2 separate regions of the Arachis hypogaea genome follow, and region 1 is linked to region 2. A link is a contact called in public Hi-C data. All regions are on one chromosome and are shown on one strand. The core of a region is the stretch at or near the end of the contact, and the rest is flanking DNA. Distances in the headings are between cores, read along the strand shown. Region 1 has its middle 13 kb from the start of LOC112708805. Region 2 has its middle 11 kb from the start of LOC112710192.

Evidence for each region. Hi-C and Micro-C count contacts between places; a contact is called where the count stands out from the background.
Region 1: a Hi-C map of an unstated tissue shows a contact between it and region 2, with 6 times the contacts expected there. The contact joins two enhancer-like sites. A contact is called at or near these places in 4 of 8 Hi-C or Micro-C datasets (leaf and an unstated tissue).

What each region holds. Positions count from the first base shown.
Region 1 is chr9:7,590,800-7,598,088 of arahy.Tifrunner.gnm2.J5K5, reverse strand. No RefSeq gene overlaps it. Among protein-coding and RNA genes, the nearest start is that of LOC112708805, 13 kb to the left of the region's middle. Within about 2 kb of position 1,653, at least 2 of the 3 cell types and tissues checked have open chromatin away from gene starts, as enhancers often do.
Region 2 is chr9:7,522,632-7,529,336 of arahy.Tifrunner.gnm2.J5K5, reverse strand. No RefSeq gene overlaps it. Among protein-coding and RNA genes, the nearest start is that of LOC112710192, 11 kb to the right of the region's middle. Within about 2 kb of position 3,411, at least 2 of the 3 cell types and tissues checked have open chromatin away from gene starts, as enhancers often do.

The DNA.
Region 1 (7,289 bases), core at 404-2,903, 71 kb before region 2:
TATAAATAAAAGTTCTAGAGTAAATCATGATATAGGATCTTAACCGTTTCCTCCATGGAGATATCAAATTACTAGGGTATTATTAATGTTTTTAAAGTTAAGATAATGCTTTTATTAAAAAAAATAAAATGTAAAGGGTATAGTATTTCAATAATATTCTATTTATCAGAATAAAATATAAAAAAAAACTTCTTATATTTCTTTCCGAATCCAAAAATCTTTCTTTAAAACATCTTTTAGAAAAAATAAAAAATACTTAAAAATAGTTGGAATAAAGATTTTATAAAACATACTATGTAAATACCACAAATTAGGCCTAATATATTTGTGTATAATATATTATTTAATTTATATGAGTAAAGTTAATTTATATGAGATCATCTTATTAGTGCTTTTTGAACCTACCAATAGGGGTGTGCATGGGTCGGGTGAAACCGGGTTTGATGTGACCCAGACCCGACCCGAAATATATACCGGGCCTATTTGTTAGATCCGAACCCGACCCTAGACCCAATGAAACCTATACACTTTCGGGCCACGATTATACCGGGTAAAAACCGGGTGAAAACCGGGCCGTTAACATTATGTTACCTTGATACCTTCTTGTAAGTTAGCATGTAAAAATATCCAAATTTTCAAGACTCCAACTATTATTTGACATGGTAAAATTCACTTAGAAAAATATAATAAGAACCAACTTTTATCTAAAATTAAAGCATAACCATAATCAATACTAATATTGCCTAATAACACCAAATATTTAAATTAATACAAATAACACAAGATTATGCATTAGTCTAAAGTCTTATGTATTTTAAATATAAAACATTAACTTATAGTCTTATATATAATGACTAGTAATACAAAATATTAAGGTTTACAATACTTAAATTTCACATAATAATAGCCATCATCCATCACTAATAACACAAAATATTAATTGTGTATGATGACCGGGCCACCGGGCCGATTTCGGGTGACCCGAGATATGGCCCGGACCCGACCCGAAATAATGACCGGATCTATTTTTAAGACCCATACCCGGCCCTAGATCCGATGAAATCACACCAAATTAGCCTCAAAAGTGTTCGGGACCGGGCCGGATCTTCGGGCCGGGCCGGGCCGGGCCGGGCACACCCCTACCTGCCAATAATGTTGTTACTCTAACAACAAGATGTAGAAGCTCTATGAAAACTACAAAGATTAGAGTTTTGAGTTCAGCCGTGCTCTTAATCAATTTGTGGTGAGAATATATGTGATTTTTTATTTACTTTTTATCAATATTTTAATATTTAAAATAAAAAGTATATAAAAAATGTACAACGCATGTATCAATACTTTTGAGTGATTATAATTAAAAGTGATTATAATAATTAATTGTAACAAAATAATAACATAAATTTAAAATTAAAATCTAAATTTAACAAATTAATTCAAATTTTATATTTTGATTTAAATTTGAATTATAAAAATTTGTATATCCATAGAAAGATAATTATATTTTTTTTGGGTCCTTTTTGTTTAGTTGTTTGTTTGTTTGTTTGAATCATATATTTTTTTGGTCTTTTTTTGTTTGTTTGTTTGTACAGGGTATATTTTTGGTCTTTGAATGATTATTATATAAGAGACGAGTAAGGAACCTGTTGGGCCTAAACGGGCTTTATATTAATTGGGCTTACAGGTCAACTATGAGCTCGAGCATACCAGTTATCATCATTCTTTTGATCCACATCCACTTTTCAAAATAATGAAAAGTTACTGACAAAAACAAAAAAAAAGAGAACAAAATATTGTAATGAAACAAAAAAGATAATAATGGATTTCAAAGTTAACTATTCAGATTTAATAAGATAGAGGCACAATTACGTGTATAAATTGCAAAATTAAATGTTAGATTTTTCATCAATTGTTCATCAGTTCATATACACTTTATTATCCAAAATGCAACTTGCGTCGTAGCGGAACGCTAATTGGCAAGATTCATGGAATTCATGATCTTCTAAAGTAAAGAAATTGATTCAAGTTAGAGATACACGTGCTGATTTGAAACAATAAGTTAATATTTTGGTGGATTTGGATGATAGTTAGCTTTAGTGTTTGGTTGGACGCTATTATTTTAATATATAAAAAAATTTTAATGAAAAAAATCTTCTTTTATTTTTTAGTATGTTTGGCAAATTTTTAGTAGTAAAAGTAAAAGTATTAGAAAAATAAAAAAAATGTTTTTCATGTAATAAATAAACAAAAAAGTACTTTTATGTTATTATATCCAAATATAATTGATAGATAAAAATATCTTTTTACATGAGATATACAAATATAAAATTATTTTTATTTTTTTTATAAGATCTTTTAAAAAAAAATAACTAAAATTTTTTTTTTAAAAACTCACCCAAATAAATCCTTAGTATTAATAGTATTAGCATTATTTTGATATTTAAAATCAAAATTAGTTCAAGAAGGATTTTAGCATGAAATAAGTACAAAAATTTGTATGTCTTTTAATGCATTAAATTAAATAAATACTCTTTTTTTTATCAAATATATTCTTTAAATTAAACCCCTGCTTAACTATATGAAGTATAGGCATTGATACCATGTATGACATAGGATATGTAGACTTGCTAATTTTAATATTTTGTGAGATACGAAAACACAGTATACATATAAAATATAAATTATTTTTAGATAAATTATAATAATATTTTAATATTTTATTATATTAAAGTATAAATTATTATGAAAATTTTTAACTATATAACATATTTAAGTTAATTTTTGATGTTATTAAATAATAATATATACTATTTTTAAATATATATAAAAAATATAAGCCAATAATAATATTAGATATACTAAAACTGTGATAATATTTAATTACGTTTAAATATACTAAAAAATATATTTTATATTTTTATTAAGATACAGTTAAATATAAAAAAAAAACAACAGGCATGAGACGGGAAAAATTTATCTATATGTCATAGCTCCTTAATTAACAAAACTCTTTGATTTAATATCAAAATTCAAAATTTATGTTTAGTGTTCTGTTTATAGTATTTCTTTTATGTCTTCTAGTTGATTACATAAATGGGTCTATTATGCATTTCATTTTTTTTAAACTAAAATCCAACATGTGCAATAATAACAGAAGTGAGATAGCCAAATTGATAAATTCTTTATTCTCTTATTAAAGGATTCCGATTCTTATGTCTACTCTTATTTCATTTCGTGACGGGGACTTCCTATGATCACTGTGCCTCAACTAATTAGCTCACTAATTTGCTACTTATCAATAGCCAAGGAAAATATATTTTGATTATCAATTATACCTCATAGTACTCTAAGCTTTTAACCAGCTATTTTTTTTTTCAGGTAGAATTACTAGAAAATTTACACAATAACAACTAACTTCAACCACATTATTGTAATATTGTCAAATAAATTTAGCATGAAATTTATTAATGAGTAATTATTATTGTTTGAATTTTGAATATGAAAAATACTAGAAGATTAATAAAATTTATTATTTTTTGTTAACTATATTTAAAAGTGTAGGATAAGAATATATTTATAAATTGTTAGACTAAAAAAATTAAACTGATAATTAAAAGTGTTGAATAAAAATAATAAATTCTGTTAGTCATTAAATCTTTTTTTTTCTTTTAGATATTTTATTTAATTAAATTTTAAATATTTATATTTTTAAGAATTTTAGATAATTTGTTTCTTTATGTTGAATGTTGACTATAATATCAGCGATGTTGGTGGTGCAATGTTAGCTCTCAAGTGTTTCTATTTTAATTCTCTTCTAAAATATATAAGATATTTAGTTTATGTTTTTCCCTTCCTTTTCAATTCCTTTTTCTTAATTGGGTGATGATTGACTAATGACATGACCCAAAACGAAAGCATTGTCGCTAGGATATTCTATCAAAACGGCAAAGAATAAAAAAAATGCATGTAGCCTCATTAGTGAACACTAGTTAATTATGGTACGTGTCCAACATGAAAATTGTGTAGAAGATAACAAGCCACGCCGTCAATATTTATTATAAGTGTAATTGATTACACGTAACAGTTAATTAAGGTGGCAAAGTGCAATTGAAAGAGTCGATTGAGGACTAGAGGGCCAATAGGTGAAAGAGACAAATGCTTCGATCCCTTTCATCATTTACTTAGAGTGTATATTTGAGGTATTGATAATATATTAAGATCTATGAACTATGATTAGTAGTATATGTAGGGTTGTGTATTTCTACCTGTATTTATTAATTTGTGTCACACTTACTTAAATTCAATGATGCAAGAGGAGTAAGAGTTTGAATATTAACAAAGAAAGAAAAATATATGAATTTATTATTTTGGATTTTATAAAAATCAATTATTTGTAAAATGATTTTTAAAAAGGAAAAATGATATTTTGGTCTTCTAAAAATAATTTTAGTTTGTCAAAGTGCATCAAAGACGATCAGAAGACATATTTAAAACAAAAATGCTATGTGCTTAAAAAAAAGAATTTATTATGAATTTATGTATAAATATTTCTATTAAGGAACCAATTAAGAATAAAGTTAACTCTAACTAACTAGTTAAAAAATAAATTTATTACAAATAAAAGAAAGTTGACTTATATTATAATTAGTTCTTAGATTTTTTTCAAATTCTATAATAACAGTTAATTTAGTGATGGATTTTTTATATACACGTAACATAATTGATAATAAAAAAATAAATGATATCTTTTTCATAATTATAATTACTAGCAGATTAATACTAGTAATAATAATGATAATGATAAATTAGTCAAAGAAATAAATACATTATTATATTCTTAGCGAAGTTATTTTGGGATTAAATTATTCTACATATAGTATAAAAGAAATTATACATAGCATAAATAAAAACATAAAGCATGCAGTAAACAACAATAAGAATAAAAAGTAGAGAAGAGTATCTTATACATGCACTAATGACGTTACTCATACTTAATAGTAGTAGGATAATATTAAAAATATTTGAAAATTTTAAAATTAAAATAAGATATTTTAAATATAAAAAATAAAATTGAGACTAAATTTAAATATTAAAAATTAAAATAATATTTTACTCCGTAATTCAGCCACAAATTTGAATTGGCATCTATTTGTGACACCAATTCAAATATAGTGACGTATGTAGAAGATTTAAGATTATATATAAAAGTAGGTGTATGGACCAACAATCAAATAATTATCGATACCATGATGTGTTTCTTTCAAAATTCCATGTCATATCCAACCTTACTAATAATTACTAAGATCCATCATTGTCTTCTACTACTTCTTAGTTCTTACGACATTATTTGTTATCAACACAGAATTCACCTTGAGAAGTTAAAGCTAGAGTTTAAATACCATTTACAATCAATACTAGCTATATATAGTTAACCTATATATCTCTAGTTAACTTAAACTAAATAACTTGTTTAGTTTTAAAAGTTTAAAACTTTAAACTAGCATCTTTCCATTCTTTTTAGCTTACTCAAACATGAAGTTAATAACAACTAACATATATAGCTATTATTAAATAAGATTGACTATTTTCGTGATACTACTTCTCTTAATAACTTAAATTAATAAAAGAAAAAATTGTCATTAAATTATTTTTTTCAAAATTTTAAATTGATAGAAGAGGTACATGAATAATGATTATATTTTTAAGTTCTAGCACGCTTCTCATTCAAAAATCACTTTTTGAATTTTTGTAAATTTTTGCATTGGTCTTCTTTAGATAACAAGGATCGAATTGTATAGCTTAGGTCATAAACGTTCTTGTACTATATCATAAAATCACGTTTTAAAAAAAATTAGATTAATAAAAAAATACATAAATAATTATATGTCTAATAATATTTTATAAATAATTATATTTTTAATAACTATTATATCAAATGCAAATTGATAATTGTTGTAGTTATTATTGGCGTGGCAAGAGTTACTTGAAAAGTTTTTGGAATGTAAGTAAGCCAAACCCCTCCATAAGATGCAAGTGTATGCATGCATCTTCTTGCTTCTTGCTCTTTTAAGTCACCTAATATGATGTCCAAGATAGATTTCGCTTTGTTTTTCATAATCCTATTATCTACATATATGAGTGACGCTGATTAACGATTATTAATGGAATATGTTACATATACAAAAATGTTATTTGTATAACAAAATCAGCCATTAAAATTAATCACTAATATATTTGTATATAAATATATGTGTGATTTAATTTATTTTTAATATGTATTTATATTTCAACATATATTTTATACTAATAACTGACTTTATTAATGGTTGATTTTAATATACGCGTAGTATAACCATTACATATAATATTAATTATGAAAGAACATTGACCATAAAAGTGTGCATATATATATATGAGTTTTGTCTCTTTGATCCTGGATTTATATTTCTGCTCATCAAGTATCATCAACTCTTGTTTGCAATGTTATTTTGTAACTCCAGCCAGCCACAAAAGTTAATCAAGAATATTGCAGTGTTAGAGTTGGAATGTCTTTAAATTGGGCCAAACCAAATTCCACTAATTTCATCTTTATTATTTCAATAATGCTAGAAAACCAAGATGATTCCAGCCAAAATCCAGCCAAATGTCTTTGGATAAATTCAAAACTTCTGGGTAGATATTGTTTATGTTAGGTATTAGATTGTTTTTTTTTTTTGTAAATTGGATAATTCTAAACCTGTTTTTTTATTTATCATGTTTTAAGCATTTAGAGAGAGAAAGGGGGTGGAGAGACCGAAGCTAATTGAATTAATTTTCGTGATTCACGTTACAATGATACTAAACATATCTGCTCTTAATTTAAATGTGATAAAATATTTAATAACGAATATTTTAAATCATAAATAAATAAAATTAATTACTATATTTATAATTAATTAAATTATTCTATTTTTAACTAATTTGGAGTAGATTCTATATATTTTTTTTATTATTTTTGTCATTTATATATATATCTTAGTTTTCTATCTAATAATAATACTGTCACTGCACCCAAGAAATAAAAGAAGTCATAAGGCTGACTGACATGTCTAGTTATGAAAATATTTCTGTGAGGTTAGAGATTAATGGTTCGGTAAGTGAAAGGTATATTATATTATCGCTTTCTGTGGTGTTAATGCAAAAATACTATTTGTATATTTTATTTATGTATAAATATACGTGTGATTTAATTTATTTTTAATGTGTATTTATATTTAAGTATGTATTTTATATTTATAATAGACTTTAATAAC
Region 2 (6,705 bases), core at 2,162-4,661:
CTTTTAGTAAAGACCGGATATAACACTATGAGAAATTTGCTAATTACTGTTAAATTTATTGGTAGAATTTTAAAAAATTCGACAGTAATAAGTTTACCATTAGATTTATCATTGGACAAGAACAAACGGTATAAAATTTATCGGTAATAACTTATCATCGAATTTACCTATTTTATCAGTAATTATCGTCGGATTTTTTCAATGGTAACCAGTTTCAAGATGCCAAACTTAGATAGAATTTATCGCCAAAGAAAATTTGACGGTAATATTGGCATAATTTAATTTGTATTCGATTTCGTGTCGTGTTATCGTCGAATTTATCCCCCGGTAAATCCGACGGTAAAATTATCATAATAATTATTTTAAAAATTAAAATTTAATTATTACCGTCAGATTTATCACACCGTAAATACAATGATAATAAAAACAATTTAAATTAAAATGTAATATAATTAAAACAGAAAAAGTAAAAAACACAATTTAAAAAAGAATTGTCACTAAATAAAATTAATAAAGTTTTTAAAAGACATACATATATATATATAAAAAAGAATTGTCACTAAATAAAATTAATAAAGTTTTTAAAAGACATACATATATATATATATATATATATATATATATATATATATATATATATATATATATATATATATATATATATATATATATATAAAGTCTGCAACTTGGATGCAGTGGAGACGCAATGGTGGTGGTGGATGTGCAGTGGCAGCAAATGGCGACTGGGAGGCATTAAATTAGGGGGTTAGCGTCAAGGTCTTTCTAAAATCAAATAAAAAAAACTAGGGTTAAGGTTGTTGCTTGGGTAGCTGAAGGTGGCGTGGTGGCTGGAGGTGGCAGTGTGGCACCGTGGAGGTCGGCGGTCTTCACAGTAGCGGTGAGAGATGGAGAGGGGTTGTGGCTGTGAGACAAATAGACCTGGGACGACAATGACATGCACAACAACGACGAAGACTTAGTGGCGCAGTTGCAACGTCTTTCATGGAGCTGGTAGGGGAGCGGGGAGAGAGAGAGGTTTCAAAGAATGGGAGGAGTCGCGGACCTTAAGTATTTAAATTACTATCGGATTTTTCAATGGTAATTAATCGTTTCATTTAACGAAACGGTGCTTTTCAAAAAATGAATTACCGTTGTAGTTCTAATAAATAGTTTTTCAGCCTTTCATTATTATTGGATTTTCTGCTGAAATGCTGAATCTGACTGTAAGGTTTATTTCTTGACAAAATTATTACACAAACTGTCACAAAATTCACCAATAAAACTACCGATAATAACCGCTGATAAATCTGACGATAATGAATATATTTTTGGTAGTGTAAACTTCATTGCACTTGCTTAGAGATTGAATTATGGTATATGGCTATATCATCTTCCTTTTTCTTTATTTGTCTTGCTTTATTTTTATTTGTTATAAGACCAAATCAAAAAATCTCCTAAATTGTTAATTTCTATCCTAAGGTTTAAAAAAAAAGGCTAAATATCTCTTGCTAAACCATCACATATGTTCTTACGAACTTTGACAATAAATCCCCTCGAAACAATGTTAGAAAGCAGCAATAATACTAAACTACATAGCTCATTATATATGTTTGTTTCAATATCTAGGTATTATTACAAGAATAGAAAGTATGAGAAGACAATAATTTTAGTATAAAATGTGTATAATAGAATTAAAAAAGAAATAAAATTAAAATTAAAAATCAAATCATTAATTAATTAATTTTCAAATTTTAAAATTTAAAAAGTTAGGATTAGCATTTAAACTCATTCACACTACATACGATTATTCCTAGTCTCACCATAACCTCCAATACACGTCTAAAACTCGCCGTTATCTTCTCTGGTCTTCACATCACGCCGCTGCTACACTCCGCGCCAGTTAGCCCGACGCGCCTCGCCCTTTGCCACTGTTTTTGCGCCACTCTTCCGGCAGCCATCATCGCGGACGGCAAGTCCTATCTCCCCGTCACGCGTCTTGCCAGGCTCGTCTCTCTCTCCCGCGTTGGAAGCCAACGTCGACGTCGTTTTCAACCACCGCCGTCTCTCTCTCTTTCCATACGCGTTTCATTAGTGCATCCAATAATTGATCACTCCATTTGTGCTTTTTCCTTGTCTTACTTATCTCCTTTACTGCTTTTGAAGTACATGCATGGAGGCGCATGTAAGTTTCTCACGATCAAAATAACTTTGATGACGTCATCAATGGAAGGAAGGAAGACATACCGACACTGTGGTGGAGACCAAAAACAAGCATGTACATAGAACTGATAATTTGGAGAACGGTTTCATAATTTGGTGGGTAAAATGGACTACCATCATTATTCTTAATGAGTTTGATTGCCTTGGACAATTTACATGTGGTAGGCTTCATTATCATTACATGAAGGATATTTGGACTTTGGAATACTTAATTAGCCACAGTCACAATTGAACATATTATAGAATGATCATTTTAGTAGGTATACAAATAGTTATTTTAATTGTTATGTGGATGATTATTTTAATTGGATTGAGTTTAATTATATATAATTAAAATATGTTGGATGTTCAATTTATTTGGTATGCGGATGATTATTTTTATCCTAGTATGGATGGTTATTTTTACTATGGGTGAGCGACACTGGTGGTGGCATGTGACAAGCCAAGTAGCAACGGTGAAGTAAGATGATTATTAATGAAGGTGGGATGGCACCCAGTTAGGAGAGAAGAGGGTATTGAAGTGAAATGTTTTGATAATTAGAGTTTGAGATTGTTATTTTTTTGGAATAATTGAGTGTTTTTTATTTAGGTAATTTGTGGAGTGTTTTTTATTTTTTATATGTATTTGACCCAAATTCAAAATCTATTATACATATTGTCAAGATTTTTATTGTCTTCTAAGCGGAGTTCCATGATTAACTTAGTTTTAAAAATGTGTGTACACTATGTTGTTTCCATTTCTAATATTTGAACATGATACAGTAAAAATGAAACAGACTTACGTATCACTTGATCAACTAATTAATACTGGTTTCGCTTTGCAACATGTTTCTTCAAGCATATTCCACAAAATGGGAGAAATCTTTTTTTTTTTTTTGGTTTTGGCGGAAGGGGGGGTGGTTGTGGTTTTGAGGGGGTTGTTGTTTGATAATGGGGTGGATCGTTGGTATTGTACTAAGGTAGATCAAGTAGGTGAAAGAACTAATGGGTCACTAGGTATTATGTCAATAAATGAGCATGTCTTCTGTTGTGACAATTAATTAATATGCCTTCTTTTTTTTTTTTTTTTTTGATGATATGAGGGGCCATAGGCCTTCTTTAATTTCTTTGGAAGATGGAAGATTAGGAAGGGGGCCCTATTGTTCCCAATAACATGCATGGCTAAAAAAGCCCATGGCAGTGATGATGACCTATTAATTGCAAAGTACATAGATGGTGTTTTTGTGTGCTCACACTTCAGTTATATATAGATGTGATCTATGATCGATTATACATGTTTCCCTCCCTTATTTCCTTATGAAGATAGGGAAAAGAAAAAGTAAACAAACCTTGTCATTTACACATTTGAAACATTGATCAAAGTTCTATATATATTAAAAAAATATAACCAGAGGAAATTAAATGGAGACTATAATCTAATCAAATGATTATAAATTAGATTAGGTGTTTATAAATTGCGTTATGAAAATGTTACATTTTGATCCTAATTGAATTTTATGTAATGCGTTGGAGGTTAAAATGAATTTGTAAGGTGTAGAATCTCTAAATAATTTGCTGGAGGTTAAAGCGAATTATTATATGAAGAAGCATAATTCACTACTCACAATCACAAATTATGAAGAGAATAATAATCAGTTTGAAATTGGTGCGAATTATGAAGAGACATTGATATATAAATAGAGCTTGAATGTGAGTGTATGTACTGTAGAGTGGCTAAATACAATGTCTAATGATATTAGCTCTTGTGCATCATAGAGGAAAAATTAAAAAAAAAAAAAACAAAAGAGATGCGATGCAATAAAGTTTGCTAATAAAAATCCAACAAGTGTTTTTATCCGTGAATCAAGTAGTTTTGCTGATTGAAAAACCAATATATTGCAAAAATTTAGAATGTATAGAATCAAGCATGTGGAAAAATTAGTTTACAAGATTTTGATTTTCATGGTGTTAGCCTCTGTTAAGTATGATTCATTTAGACATATCCAAATTAAATCAATGGTTATTTAGCCTAATAAAGTGGTGTAAGTTAGCAGCCTCGAAGTATAGAATGATACGGTCGTATAGAGACATATTTGATAAATATATAATTTGAGTAATTAGAAATCCAAATAAAAAAACATACTAAATTACAACATGAAAATAAAAATTTAATAAAAATTCTAAAAATAATAATTAACTACTAAATTTTAATTTTTATAAATTAAAATAGATTAATACCATCCAAACTATATCTAACGTAATAACGTATCCAAACTACTTATCAAAACACTCACTATCCTAAACCGTATCCTAATTCAATGTCCACCACATATTCTCAAATATTTTTATCTAACTCTAGTCACCATTGTCACTACTATTTTACTTCAAATGATATTTATCAAAACTAATAAACAATAATACTAGCATTTTTAATATAATATCACTATCATTTCTAATCTAACAACACTACCATCAATAATATTACTACCACTCTAAAATTATTTCTAATAAACAATAACATTATTATTTCTAATCTAACAGAAAATCCCTTAAATTAAAAGATATTATTACACTAACCTCTTCATTGATATTTTCAACAACATAAACAATACCATCTTGTTAACAAAGACATTTGCTTCGTCCATGGCCCCAAAAATAAAAGAGAAGCGAAATATAAGTTTTTTTATAGATATTACAATTATATAATATATAAAGTAGCTTTGTTTTGAGGTATTGAGATCGATACTAAAAGATTGAGACTCAGTATAATGTTTATTGGTTTAGAAACTGGTATAAAGTTTTTGATTCTGTCCCCCAAAATTTCAGTATTTCAGTACCTCAAAAAAGTAGGGACATAGGAGATTAAAATTTTTAGAGATGAAAACTGAAACTTTAATAACATTTTATACCTAAAATACCTTCATTTCAATTAATTAATTCCAATTTTATTCTTTTGTACAAATTAAATTAGAATTTCATTCTTGTTTCAATTTCTATTTTCCATTTTGTACTAAACAAAATATTGAGATTTATTTCAATATTTGTCTTAGTCTCTATCTCTCAGTCTCAGTCTTTTCATCTTTGTCTCTCCACCAAACGCTATCTAAATACTTTTAATTTATTTAAGTAATTTATCCTAAAATTTATTTAAGCCCTTTTACTTTTATTCAATAATGTTTGTTTGTATCCAAGTGAATTCAATTTATTATGTCATTGTGAACAATATAAAACAAATTTTCATCCTCTGGTTCGAGCCATCTGCCACAATGTCCCTCTGCATTTGCCATAGCCAACATGCAAAATAAGGACTCCATCAACATGATTGCTATCCATTAGCTATTATTCATCTTCACTGCTAGTTATTATTATTATTATTATTAGTTTTTTTGGGGTCCATCACAAAGCAGTACTATAAACATAAATAAACATAAATAAAAATAGTACATTGCACATTGTATTGTTTGTAGTACGTGTATAAAAAATAAATTTAAGGTGACGGTTGCAATCAAACCAAAAAGTGACAAGATAGCTAAGGATCGACCTGAATCTTGAATGTGTACTTTCACACACACATATTTTTAGAAAAAAAGAGGGGGGAGGAGGGGAGAAGTGTTGTTCTTCAGTGACGAGTTGTTAATTTAAAGTTTTAGAACAAAATTTTCATTTTTTTTTTTACATTTGTGTAGTATTTAAATTTAATACTTTCTGAGTCTTTAATTATATTTCTTTAATAATAATATTATTCCTTCAGTTTTTTTTAATAATGTTTAAAATCCAAAAAAAAATAATAAAAATGGAAAATTATATTTACACCACTAAATATACACCTTGACAAATTTTTATTTTCTAACATTTTTTATCAATCATTTTTTTATACCAAATGTATAAAACATACATATAAGATATATAAAAAACAGTGAGTATAACATTTCTTCTAGAAGTCCTAGCACTCGAATTATCTGCATTGTTGCTTCCATACCGGTATCTCTTTAGCCCGACAAATCAAGGATTAATCCGTCGTGGATCGGAGCTCCATTTAAGGGTCTGTCGCTGGCTAATGAGTTGCTGCATGCACAAGGCAGAATTCGAACCCCCGACACTTATTTAAGCGGACGAATAAGCTAACCATTCGACCAACCCAAGTTGGTTATACACATGACTAGTTGATAAACAAATAAAACACATATATTGACTCAAAGTACAAAGTACATGGTCACATAATGCAAGGAAGGATTATTACTATACCTAATTCCTAATTATAAGTCTTTTACAGTAGTATAGTTTATTCAAAGCTAAGTAGCAACACTTAACACACAAATTAAACCAAATTATTATTTAAGGTAAAGTATTTCTTTTAATTCTTAAAGTTTGTTCAAAGTTTTTAAATTTTTCTTAAGTTTTATTTTATTTTAATTTTATTCTAAATTTTTTTTATTTAAATCAAATATATCTTTATCCGTAATTTTTCAAAAAATTTAGGATCAATTCAGTAACAATTTCACAAGA